2 separate regions of the Mus musculus genome follow, and region 1 is linked to region 2. The links are chromatin contacts, called in public promoter capture Hi-C maps. All regions are on one chromosome and are shown on one strand. The core of a region is the stretch at or near the end of the contact, and the rest is flanking DNA. Distances in the headings are between cores, read along the strand shown. Region 1 holds the start of Szt2 (SZT2 subunit of KICSTOR complex). Region 2 holds the start of Nsun4 (NOL1/NOP2/Sun domain family, member 4).

Region 1 (5,555 bases), core at 1,321-3,820, 2.4 Mb before region 2:
ATCCAGTCAACAAGATACTGTGTGTCTTACCATGAGGTCTTCGTCTCGGTCTGGGGACAGCACCAGAGGGATGATGACCTGGTTTCGGAACAGTGGCGTCTTCTCATGCTTTAAGACCTTGTTCAGAGTGTTCAACTGTCCAGAAAGCAATGCAAAGCTGTCCAGGACAGAGGGCCTGGAGGTGGCGAGAAGTCACCAGAGTTACTTCTCCCTACAAAGTAACCTCTAAAAGTCCTAATGCTGCAACACTCAGACTCACCCCGAAGACTCGCAGCCCTGTGTCTGGCATAGGCAAGAACCAGATTTGCTAGTAGAGATGGAATTGGGAAAGAGGAACACACTTTCAATTTTTGACATAGATACAGAAAAAAGGCAACCCACTGTTTGACTGGGTTTGGGAGCAGTGGAAACAGGGGCTGTGGTTACACTGTAGTAAGTCTGTAAAGCCTCCTCCCTAATGTAGTAACAGACTCTATCATTCCAGAAGGCTGGATCTCAGATCCAGCCTCATGTGTGGAAGGAGAGCCACCATAAATGGAGCTATAATGGTCTTCCACTGAGGAAATGCCTCCTCACTAAGGAAGCCAAAGCGTAAGAATTAAAACCTAGAAACAGCCTAGGTTGGGAAACTGGACATTTTTCTACTTCCTTGCCATGGAGGCTTTAAGCCAAACTAAACTTGTCAATGTTGGGCAACCTAGTTCTTTCCAAATCAAAAAGGATATTTGCAAGTTGATAAATGGGTACATCGCTGGAGATGTCCTGTCAGCCAGGGGGCTTGGCCCCACCACCCATGGATCCCTCCCCAGCTTGTCCTGGCAATCCTTACCAGGTCAGCCGGTCATACTCGTTTTCCAACTTGTAAATGAAACTCCCCAGTGAATTCTTCAGATCGGCCACTTGATTCAGCAGGGCATCTAATGATGCCTCAAGCTGCTTCTCCTCCCTCTGCATCAACAGTGTGTTTGGTTACTCAGATACAAGTGAGCGTGACACATTCAGAAAAGCTAAATTGTTTTCTATCTTGGTATTTGGGTTACAGATAGCATCAACCCTTAGACCTTTCAACCTGTTCACCTGGCCTGAAGTCCTCCTACTAACTGATTCCTCTATAACCCTCCTACACTGTGGTCCTTCAAGAAGGTCATTGCACCAGACCTAATTCTCTTTGGCTTGAAACCTCATGATTTGTCTTTGTAACAAAACTGGCTTCGAACTCACTTAGCCTTGCACCTTTTTAATTCCATGCTCTCCTCCTCCCAGCTCTCAAACACTGCCTCTCCCAGTAGACAACATTCTCTTAGATTTGCAGTAGGGTTAATAGGAACGTGCTCAGGTTTCTGCACACTCTTCTTTGTCAGTTCCTCTTCTGGAAAATAGATGTGGCCTGCCTACCTCACGACTGCTTATTGTCACTGCGCTGCTTTCCTTGGGTGGATGAGAATCCCTCGTGTCACTCTGTGGTGTTGGCATTGACACAGTTTTGTTTTGTTTTTTTCAGGAAGTTCAGTTCACCTCAGAAAGGTTTGCCATGATAACAGGGGTGCTATCTGCACACACAGCCTAAATAATTCCCGAAGTTCATTATATCATGGGTGCCTCTGGTCATCCTCTTGTGAGTGTAGCTACTGTCAACCACACAATCTGGACAATCTCACACGTTGCCTCTCTGTAAGGTTTTCTCTGAATACCAGCTCTGCAATCCCCTTCCCGGTCCCCCAACTGGCCGTTTATCCATAGCATTTGGTGCTTTGGAAAGTCAACGTGCATCTTTGTGCCAATATTCCCGTGTCTCTTTCATAATTCGGGTGACCCATAAACAGTGTAGGTTTATCAGATGCAACAAGCCAAGTGAGTAATGAAAGAGTAATGAAAGACAAAGGCGAGGAAACCTGCACATTGTTTCTGAGTGTTAGACAATTTTAAACGCTGAGGCGGCAGAGGGTTTCCGTTTGACTATCTGAGGACTATTTACCCCACTTCTCCGCCCTTAGCAACGAGGTACAAGCCGGGAAGAATGATGCAAAGCTGATTTGCAAACCTGACTATGTGACTGAGGGGGTTGGACACCGGGTTCCACCCACAGCCTCGAATTACAAACAGCTTAGTTTTCATCCTTGGAGGCCCACGATCCCTTTAGCCTTCTGAAGCCTTATGACGCCTGTGTCCAACAGCCTAGATCGAGGCGTGCGGCAGCCCACTACTTTCCCGAGCCTTCCCAAATGCCACCACGATCCTTTTCCACGCTCAATCAAGTCCGCCTTTCCTCCCCGGGCCTCCGACCTTCTCACATCAGCGGGCTCGATGCCCGCGCCTCCCGCAGCTGGCCTCGCTCTCTCTGGCTCCGCTGCCTTTCCTCTGCCCTCCGCTCACAGCCCCAACTCCCCGGTGTCCTCAGCCCAATCACCCTCCCGCCAGCGGCTATAAGGCCCAACCCGCTTCTCACCTGCATTGCCGCGGCCCGGCGGGCGCAACCACTTCCCTTTCCGGTTTCTCGCACGGCTTGCTGCGCTCACCAATCAGAAAACTCAAAACGGGACCATCCCAACAACTTCCGGTTCCTGCCCGGTACAGAACTAGCCGGGTCAGAGGTCAGGAGTGGAGCAACCTCCCTGGCCCGGGCCGGCGCGGGAGGGCTGTGTGATGGCCTCGGAGCGCCCCGAGCCAGAGGTGAGGGATGGGCGGGCGCGGGGCCGAGGCCCGAGGGCGGGCGTGTGGCAGCCTTCACCCTCCGGAGCCTCAAGGAGGCCGTTGCTGTTTTGTTTACTCAGATGCCATCCTGATCTTCGTCGCCCATCCACAGACTTGTTAGCGATAGTGATGCTGATAAAAACTCGTGTTTTGGTTATTAGTTGGGATTTTCATTGTGCCACGCCGAAGCTGACCGACTTTGCGGGGTTTTTTGTATCTCATCTATTGGAATGCAATCAATAGCATGAGTTGATTTCGCTCTAGCGTTCGTGCTCTTGGCAAAGCCCTACAACCCTCTGGCCAGTCTTAACTTAGGACAGACCCTGCTTCCTTCTTTATAAAAGTATTTGTTCTGTGATGTGGCTTGGGGATCACAAGTTAAGGCAGAAAAGGCAGACGAGGCACCCGCCCCCCCACCCCACCCCCCACCCCCTAGATGCAAAGAACCCTATATGTATGTTTTGACATTCAGACTCCAGCAGGGAATCTGGCAGTATTTATTGTCATGTACAGAGCAGACAACTGAAGTCAGAGCAGGTGAGGTGTCATGCCATGCAAAGATACCTTAGGACTACTCCTTCCAACTGAACGAGCGGATCCGAGGAGGTACCAAATTTGGCTAGCGTGTCCAGGACCCCAGAGGGATAGCCTTGTAGGAGGGAAGGTTGATGCATGTGCGTAACGATACAAATAGCAATGGCTACTTGTCGAATTCTTACTGTATGCCAGCCACAATTCTGAGCTCTTTACTGTTACCAGTTCTTTCAACCCTATAAGGCAAACACCATTATCATCCCTCTTTTCAGGAAACTGAGGTGCCACTATTAAAAGAAGCATAGTTGTGCAGCTAGTATTGGGGCTAGAACTCCCAGGTAGGTGAGCTCGCTCTACAGCTACAAGTTGTCCTCTGACCTGCACACGTGCACTCTGACACGGGTGTGATCTTATATATGTATAATGTATGAGTACACACACCCGTGTATGGGGAGGATGTGATAAACTACACACATGAAAACCCTATGAGTGAATAGGGTAGAAACAGAATACCAAGAAGAAAGGGTGATGTTTAGAGAGGCTAGGCTCCCAAAAGAGAGGAAGAAGCAAGTGCTGTTCTGCAACCAGAATTGTGCTGAGGGTTAGGGTGGATGCAGAGGGTAAAACAGAGACTCCTTAGCTGTGGGGACTAAATGAACATTGGATTATAATAGGTGTTGCAGAGGCGTAAGTGAAGTGTCACATTTAGTGGGGCATTTAACCTCCTTCCACAAATGGGTGGGATCCAGGAAGTTTAAGTTCTCTAAGTATCTAACACAGGTAGAATCCTCAGGAAATTGTCATTCTTGCTTTCCCTGTTCAGGAATGGAGAAACATGCAGAGCCAGTATTTGCCCCAAGGTGCCTTTAACACTGAAGGGCCTGCTTTTACCATAGTGGTGGGTGATGGGGCTGAGACTGGGAAAGAGAAGGCTCAGCTCGCAGTTATGCCAGAGGTTAAGGTTTATCATGCTGGCAGGCTTCGGATAGTTAGGAGGCAGAGGTATCGACGTTATTTTGTGGGAAGAAAGCACATGGTTTAGAAAAAGCTCAAGAGAATAATTTGGTCTTTAGTCTTAAAGAAGCAGGAAGAAACTCTGGTGGGTGGGTGGGAGTGGCAACACAGTGCCTGGCATCACTATCCAGCTTGGCATCGGTGTATGTGGGCCTCAGCGACGATCGTAATCAGTGATAGCCTTCCGACACCATTGTACTCCCCTCCCCCCTTTAATGTCAGTATCCCTGCAAAGATCTCCTTATCTTGCTATTACAATAAAGCCTAGATGACAGTTGGGTAACCTGCAAGATCACATACTTAGCATGTACTAGAACACATCAGAATCCAGGTCTCTTGACTCCAAGAGCCTGGCTTTGTCTTGTTTATCAGACTGCTTCAAAAGGCAGGCACATCAGACTCAAGGGAAGTCAGGATTGAAGCTCCATGTGGAGGTGAATGCTATGAAACACAACTGAATTAAAAAATGTCTCAATCAGTCATACGGAAAAATCCCCAGGGGAGCTAGTTAAAATGGAGATTCTTGAGCTCTGTCAGCTCTGAATTCAGTTGGTCTCTGATTGTACCCAGGAATCAAATAATGCATTTTAATAAACGGCTCAGGTGATTCTGATGCAGCTGGCGCTCAGATCCCACTTTGCAAAACATTCTACCTGCTTAAATTATATTAAGCCAGCCTTCTGGTTCTGGTGAAGTACATCTGAAATGTAAAAAAGCTTAGGAGGTTTTGGAAATGGTCCCATCAAGCAATCAGATAAACGGGAATTTTCCGAGAAGGCTAGACCAACATTCCTGGGTTCAAGATGGATTCCATAAGAACTGACAGGTGAACCAGACTTCAACTGGGCCTTGGAAAAAGCGGTCATCCAAAACAGCTTTGAAAGCAAAAAAAAGGTAGAGAAGTGGAAGCCGTGCATTGTGCAGCTCAATGCTCCAGTGCACTTTCAGTACTTAAGTAGCCGATGTCTGTCCTCCATCTGGGACGTCCAGCAGCAAGCTCTGATGGACCTTCCTCCCATCCTTCTAAGACCTTAGACAGGATCAGGTTACTTTGTGTCTTGCTGTCCTAAAACCACATCCTTAGCTGTTAGCATGCTTATTCAGTTTGTAATGATACAATAACTAGGGTGATTATTCAGTTTTTGTGAATGGTAGTAGGCAAGTTGGTCTGTTTGGGGGGGGGGATGGAAAAATCTGGGGGCGGGGAGGGGGATCAAAAAGACTGCTGACCAAGTCGCAAAGCCTGTTAAGATTTACCACATTGACGAAATGACAGACTTTTTCCTTTATTGTCAGAGGATATGTCACAAGTCACA
Region 2 (5,412 bases), core at 1,682-4,181:
CTGATTAGGCAGATCAAGTTCCCTGGGGCAAGTTTGATCTTCTCTAGCAGTATATCTAATTCCTTCTACTTCTATGGACAATTATTTAACCACCAGAAACCCCTCAGGACTGTTCCAGTCCCACATCCTCATTACAGTTTCTCCCTCCTGCTTGGGGTTCAGGCTAGGCCAAGTTCCATTCTTCACCCACAGGAACATTCTTGAGTAAAAATTCTCCAAATGTATTGACAGTCACCTCACCCTCTGGAAAGTCCCAGGTAGACATTCAAATGCATGCCATGCTTGCTAGCCAATAGATTTAAAGGTCAATATGCTTAACCAATAACTGTAACCTTGCTGATGTAACCTTTAACCCTAAAATGTATAAAAACTGCTTGTAATAGCCATTCAGGGTCTACTTCTTGTCACTCTCTTTGTGACTGATTGAGGGGTGACCCTAATGCACTGGAAAATAAACCTCTTGCTTTTGTATCAATCTACATCTCGGTGTCTCACTCAGAGGCATCTTGAAGTAAGTATCACTGACTGAGGGTCAGGGTTTTACACAACTACTCACCATGCCTCTAGGGGCCTTAGCATTTATATACCCTCTGAAAAGTCCCCAGAATTCCAAATGTCACACAATCACATAAATTATCTGCTCCTGGCAAAATCACACCCCTGCTATAGCATGAGGCAAATCATAGCTGCTGTGGACAATATGAAGCAGCCCCATGTCCCACACTTGAGGTTAAAATAAGAATATATTCCCATATTTCTGGGTTTTTCAAAGAAACCAAAATTCTCACTACATTCCTCTGATTACATTAACAGCAAAAAACAAACAAACAAACAAACAAACAAAAACAACAAAAATTGAGACAGTTTTCACTATATATCCCTAGCTGACCTTCAACTCGCTGCAGAACAGGCTGGTCTCTAACTCAAAGAGATCCACCTGACTCAGACTCCAGGAGCTCACGGATTAAAGATATGAACCTTTGTCTGCAAAGGAAATAGGAACTCCACAGGAAGATCAACAGAGTCAACTAACCTGGACCCTTGGGACTTTCAGAGACTGAACCACCAACCAAAGAACATACACGAGCTGGACCTAGGCCTCCCCGCACATATGTAGAAGATGTGCAGCTCTGTCTTCATGTGGGTCCCAAATAACTGGAGCAGAGACTATCCCAAAAGCTATTGCCTGTCTGTGGGATATGTTCTTCCAGCTGGGCTGCCTTGTCTGGCCTCAATGGGAGAGGATACGTTTTGCCAAGCAGACCTGATGTGCCATGGTGGGGAGATAGCTGGGGGGGGACCTCCACCCTCTAGGAGGAGAAGAGGGAATGGGGGAGGCATTGTGGGAGGGGAGTTGGTAAAGGGGTAGTGATTGGGATGTAAAGTGAATAAATAAATCAAGAAACAAAACAAAAGGGGCTGGTGAGATGGCTGAGCGGTTAAGAGCACTGACTGCTCTTCCAAAGGTCCTGAGTTCAAATCCCAGCAACCACATGGTGGCTCACAACTATCTGTAATGAGATCTGACTCCCTCTTCTGGAGTGTCTGAAGACAGCTACAGTGTACTTACATATAATAATAAATAAATCTTAAAAAAAAAATTCTTAAAAAAAAAAAGAAACAAAAGGACATGTGCCATCGTGGCCTCATTTGGCTCACTAAAATTTTGAAACTCAAATTCTCACTTGTTTAAGTCTTATTTTACTTTTATTGTTTAAGATAATGACAGATAGCCAGTCGGTGGTGGCGCATGCCTTTAATCCCAGCGCTTGGGAGGCAGAGGCAGGCAGATTTCTGAGTTCGAGGCTAGCCTGGTCTATAAAGTGAGTTCCAGGACAGCCAAGGCTATACAGAGAAATCCTGTCTCGAAAAACCAAAAAAAAAAAAAAAAAAAAAAAAAAAAGATAATGACAGATACGTATGTGACTTGGATGATGAGTACAATTTTTGGCAGGTGCTCATTCTATATTTGTATGAGTTACAGTTTGGGCACACCCTTTTAATCCCAGCCCTTGGGAGACGGAAGCAAGCAGGTATAATTTCCAGGCTAGCCTGGTGTACATAGAGAGTTATAGGCCAGCCACGACTATGTAGTGAGATCTTGTCTCAAAAATCAAAAGGAAAAGAAAAGAGTGTGTTATATGTTTGTATATGTTCATGCATATGTGCATATGGTCTATGAATGGCAGCTGCAGGTCAACACCACACGTCTTCAGATGGTCTCATGGAATCTGGAGCTCACTAATTCAAAGACGTTGGCTGCCCCACAACTTCCAGAGATCAGTTTGACATACTTAACATTTTTAAAAAATTACGACTTAGCTGATTATACTATATGGTGGGTGGCAATACATTATAAGAATAAATGTAAGGTTACAGAAAAGCTGTCTGACCTGTAGCTATGAAAACCAAGCTTGGCCTGGAACTCACAGAGATCCGTCTGCTTCTGCCTTCCAAGTGCTGGAATAAAGACATATGCCACTCTGCTCAGCCAAACGATCATTTCTAAAAATAGTGATCACCCCCTTTCTTCTTGGATCCTAAGCGGCGTAGTCAATTTGATAGTCTCAGAAAGAACACAAAATTAGGTACCGAGTCTTGAAAAGAACCGTCTAAAAGGAAGATCTTGAAACTGGCTTCTATGGCTTCCTAGCAATTCCGCTTCTGTCTATAGTCTGCTCTAATTTCGTTCTACCTCGGCAGCTTTCTCCATGCAGGTTGAGCCCAGAAGGCCTTCCCTGCAACTTCCTAGGAGCTCCTTTAGATGCTCTAGCACAGCCACCGCTTCGTGTGCGCCCCGAGGATTCTGGTGGGTGGGGTGTGGAGGTAGGCGGAGCCCTGGGGGCGCCGCAAGCCTAGCCCCGCCCTGTCTGCCGCTGATATTCTAAGCAGCCCTCAATCCTTCCCGGAACCCGCGAGAGCGCAGCTGCAGTTTCAGTCGGAATTATTGGCGTTGTTAGTTGACATGGCTGCGCCCGTCTTAAGATGTGTTCGGAAGCTGCTGAAGCTCGTGGACTTCACGCCGGTCCCGCGGAGATATCGATATAAGAAGAAATGGGTAAGGTCTGACATTAGAGGGAGACTTATCCAGCCCTTGCGTTTCCCGTCACTCACAGTTGCATTCGGGACATGAACTCCAGGGACCGTAACCTTCTTGGAGCTCTTGTCTCACGCCTGCCTGTCCTTTTATTAACCACAAGCCTCTTCCTGTTGCGTAAGCAGCCCCCTGACTCCGCCCCTCTCTGTTAAGTCACGGCCTGAGCTTTCATTCGGTGACGTTACATCGCCTCATGTTACTTTTTCTTGCTTACTTTTATCTTGCCCTTCCCACCCTTCTTTTTCCTTTTCTTTCCTCCCTCTTACCCTTCCCCTCCAGTCCCATGAACTCTTCCCCTCCTTTCCTCCTTAAAATTTCAGCCCCTTCAACTTCACCTCAAGCAGACTGCCCTAACAACTACTCCTTCCCTCCTGAGTCTCCGTCGTCCTGCAGGAAAGGATTCACCCCTGTTCTCACTCTCGAGGTGCCTGTGGCGCCCGGGAAAGACTTCAACGACCACCTTTCCTGTAATGCTGGCCTTTCTCCAAATGCAGGCAACAGATTCACCAACCCCCCTTACTCTAGAGAACCTTTCTCTTGCCTCACCATTTCTTCTCCGTGCTTACCTCGACGGATCCCCACCCCGCCCCCTCCGCCCCCAGTCCTCTCCTCCCCACCCCCACCGGAGAGGTGCCCCTTTGAACCCTTTTCTCCACTCCTAGGAAGGCTGTACAGACAAGAGCCAGCTGGTTCATCCTCTCCTTGTTTTGACCGATTCAGCCTTCAGGGGTCACCCTCTCCTCATCAGCGGAACCTATGTTGCAACTATATTGATTCCCCAGAATCTCAGCGTTCATGCCCTCCAAGTCCGCGTCTTTGTTATGTGACTTCCCCACCTCTCATTCATCAGGCCCCTAGAGCCAGCCCAGTAACTTCCCCTGAACTTACTCATATAACCTTGGAGACAGGCCCGGTGATTTCGACTCCCCTTATGCCAGGGTCCCAGGGAAATTACTCCATCATTTCACCTCTTCTTACCCATCGGCCCCTGAGACCTGGCCTTGCAATTTCACCTCCCCTTGCTCACCGATCTGTGGAAACTAGACCTCTAACCCCTGCATCCATTTCTCACCGAGGGCCCCACTGTCCCTCTAGAAGAAGTTACAATGATCCTCCCCTTTCTTCAGCATCTTCCCCACCCTCTGGCAACCCTTACCACGACAACCCTATGCCTCCAAACTCTTGTGAACCTAAACCACAGCTTGATGTACCTCTTGGGAAAAATGGCTGTGGCCCTCCACTTTCTTCTCAGGCAGGCATGTCTGGCTCTCCCATCTCACCTCAAGAGGGCTGTATTCATTATTCCCATTTATGCCCAGATTCCCAGATATCTGCCCCTAGGAGTCCTTTCTGTGTTATCAACCTACCACCTGAGAGTGCTGGTTCTCCTAGCTCATCCCTGCCTCAGGCTCTCCAGAAGCCCTGTGTAGGGTCCTTTCTGTGGGAGCCTGGGGGGAACTCTTACCTCTTACTAACCCCAGGTACTATAATTTCTGGTCCTTCCTGCACCACAGGACCACCTCTTCCTCAGTGTCCTAATCCTTCCCCGTATTTCCCATCTCCCCTGAACAACCAGTGTGTAGCTCCACCTCAGTCACCCAGAGGTTATAATGAACCCCGCCCTCCTACCTCAGCTCCCCCTCAAATGAAGTCCCCCAAATCCCCTGAATCACGACGCAATCCCTACAAGTGTCGGTCCCTAGACAATACACCCCACCACACTCCTCCTAGCCATTCTAAATCCCATAAGACCAACACCTGTCCTCAGCCTCCCTCCCAGTCCTTTGGCCTCTTTAGTCCATGTATGGAGCCAGCCATCACAACTACTTCAAATTCCTGCCCAAAAGAACCTCCCCCAGAGACCGCTGTCCTCAAAACTGTTGCTCCTACTTCCTGTCCTCATAGCTCGCCTTGTAATCCTGCTTTGCCCAGTAGATATCCTAAGAGTAGTCCCCACGTACCACCTCCAGTTTCCCCCTGCAATACTCATATGTATTCTGTGGTTCCTCCCACCTCCCATTTATCCCCACTCTCTAGTCCCCTAAATCAGTCTATACCTCTCCCTCAGCCTGCGGTTCTCCCTTGTGGCACTTATTCTGCTCCCAGGGGTCCGCCATCCCATATCAAGTCTGTGGCGCCTCCTTGTTCCACCCACATCTATTCTTTTATCCCTTTGAGAACACCCTTTGACCCCCGATGTTTACCTGTTGTCCCTCGAGCTCGGTTTTGCCCCACTACTGTTCCCTGTGGCATTCATACCTATGCTGTGACTTCTCCAGTCCCACTGAACAATCCCTCCCAGATCCCCTACAGCT

What was found. Promoter capture Hi-C pulls out the DNA fragments that hold promoters and counts their contacts.
Region 1: a promoter capture Hi-C map of pre-B cells shows a contact between it and region 2, with 3 times the contacts expected there. The contact joins the promoter of Szt2 here to the promoter of Nsun4 in region 2. A contact is called at or near these places in 1 of 39 promoter capture datasets (pre-B cells) and 1 of 9 other capture datasets (adipose tissue).

The regions. Positions count from the first base shown.
Region 1 is chr4:118,406,278-118,411,832 of GRCm38.p6, reverse strand. It overlaps Szt2 (SZT2 subunit of KICSTOR complex), which reads left to right and starts at 2,570. Exons shown (of 72, transcript NM_198170.4): 1 at 2,570-2,670. The coding sequence starts at 2,644. Med8 (mediator complex subunit 8) reads right to left here and starts at 2,496. Exons shown (of 7, transcript NM_020000.3): 1 at 2,447-2,496; 2 at 830-948; 3 at 31-175. The coding sequence starts at 2,452.
Region 2 is chr4:116,051,330-116,056,741 of GRCm38.p6, reverse strand. It overlaps Nsun4 (NOL1/NOP2/Sun domain family, member 4), which reads left to right and starts at 2,931. Exons shown (of 6, transcript NM_028142.5): 1 at 2,931-3,058. The coding sequence starts at 2,966.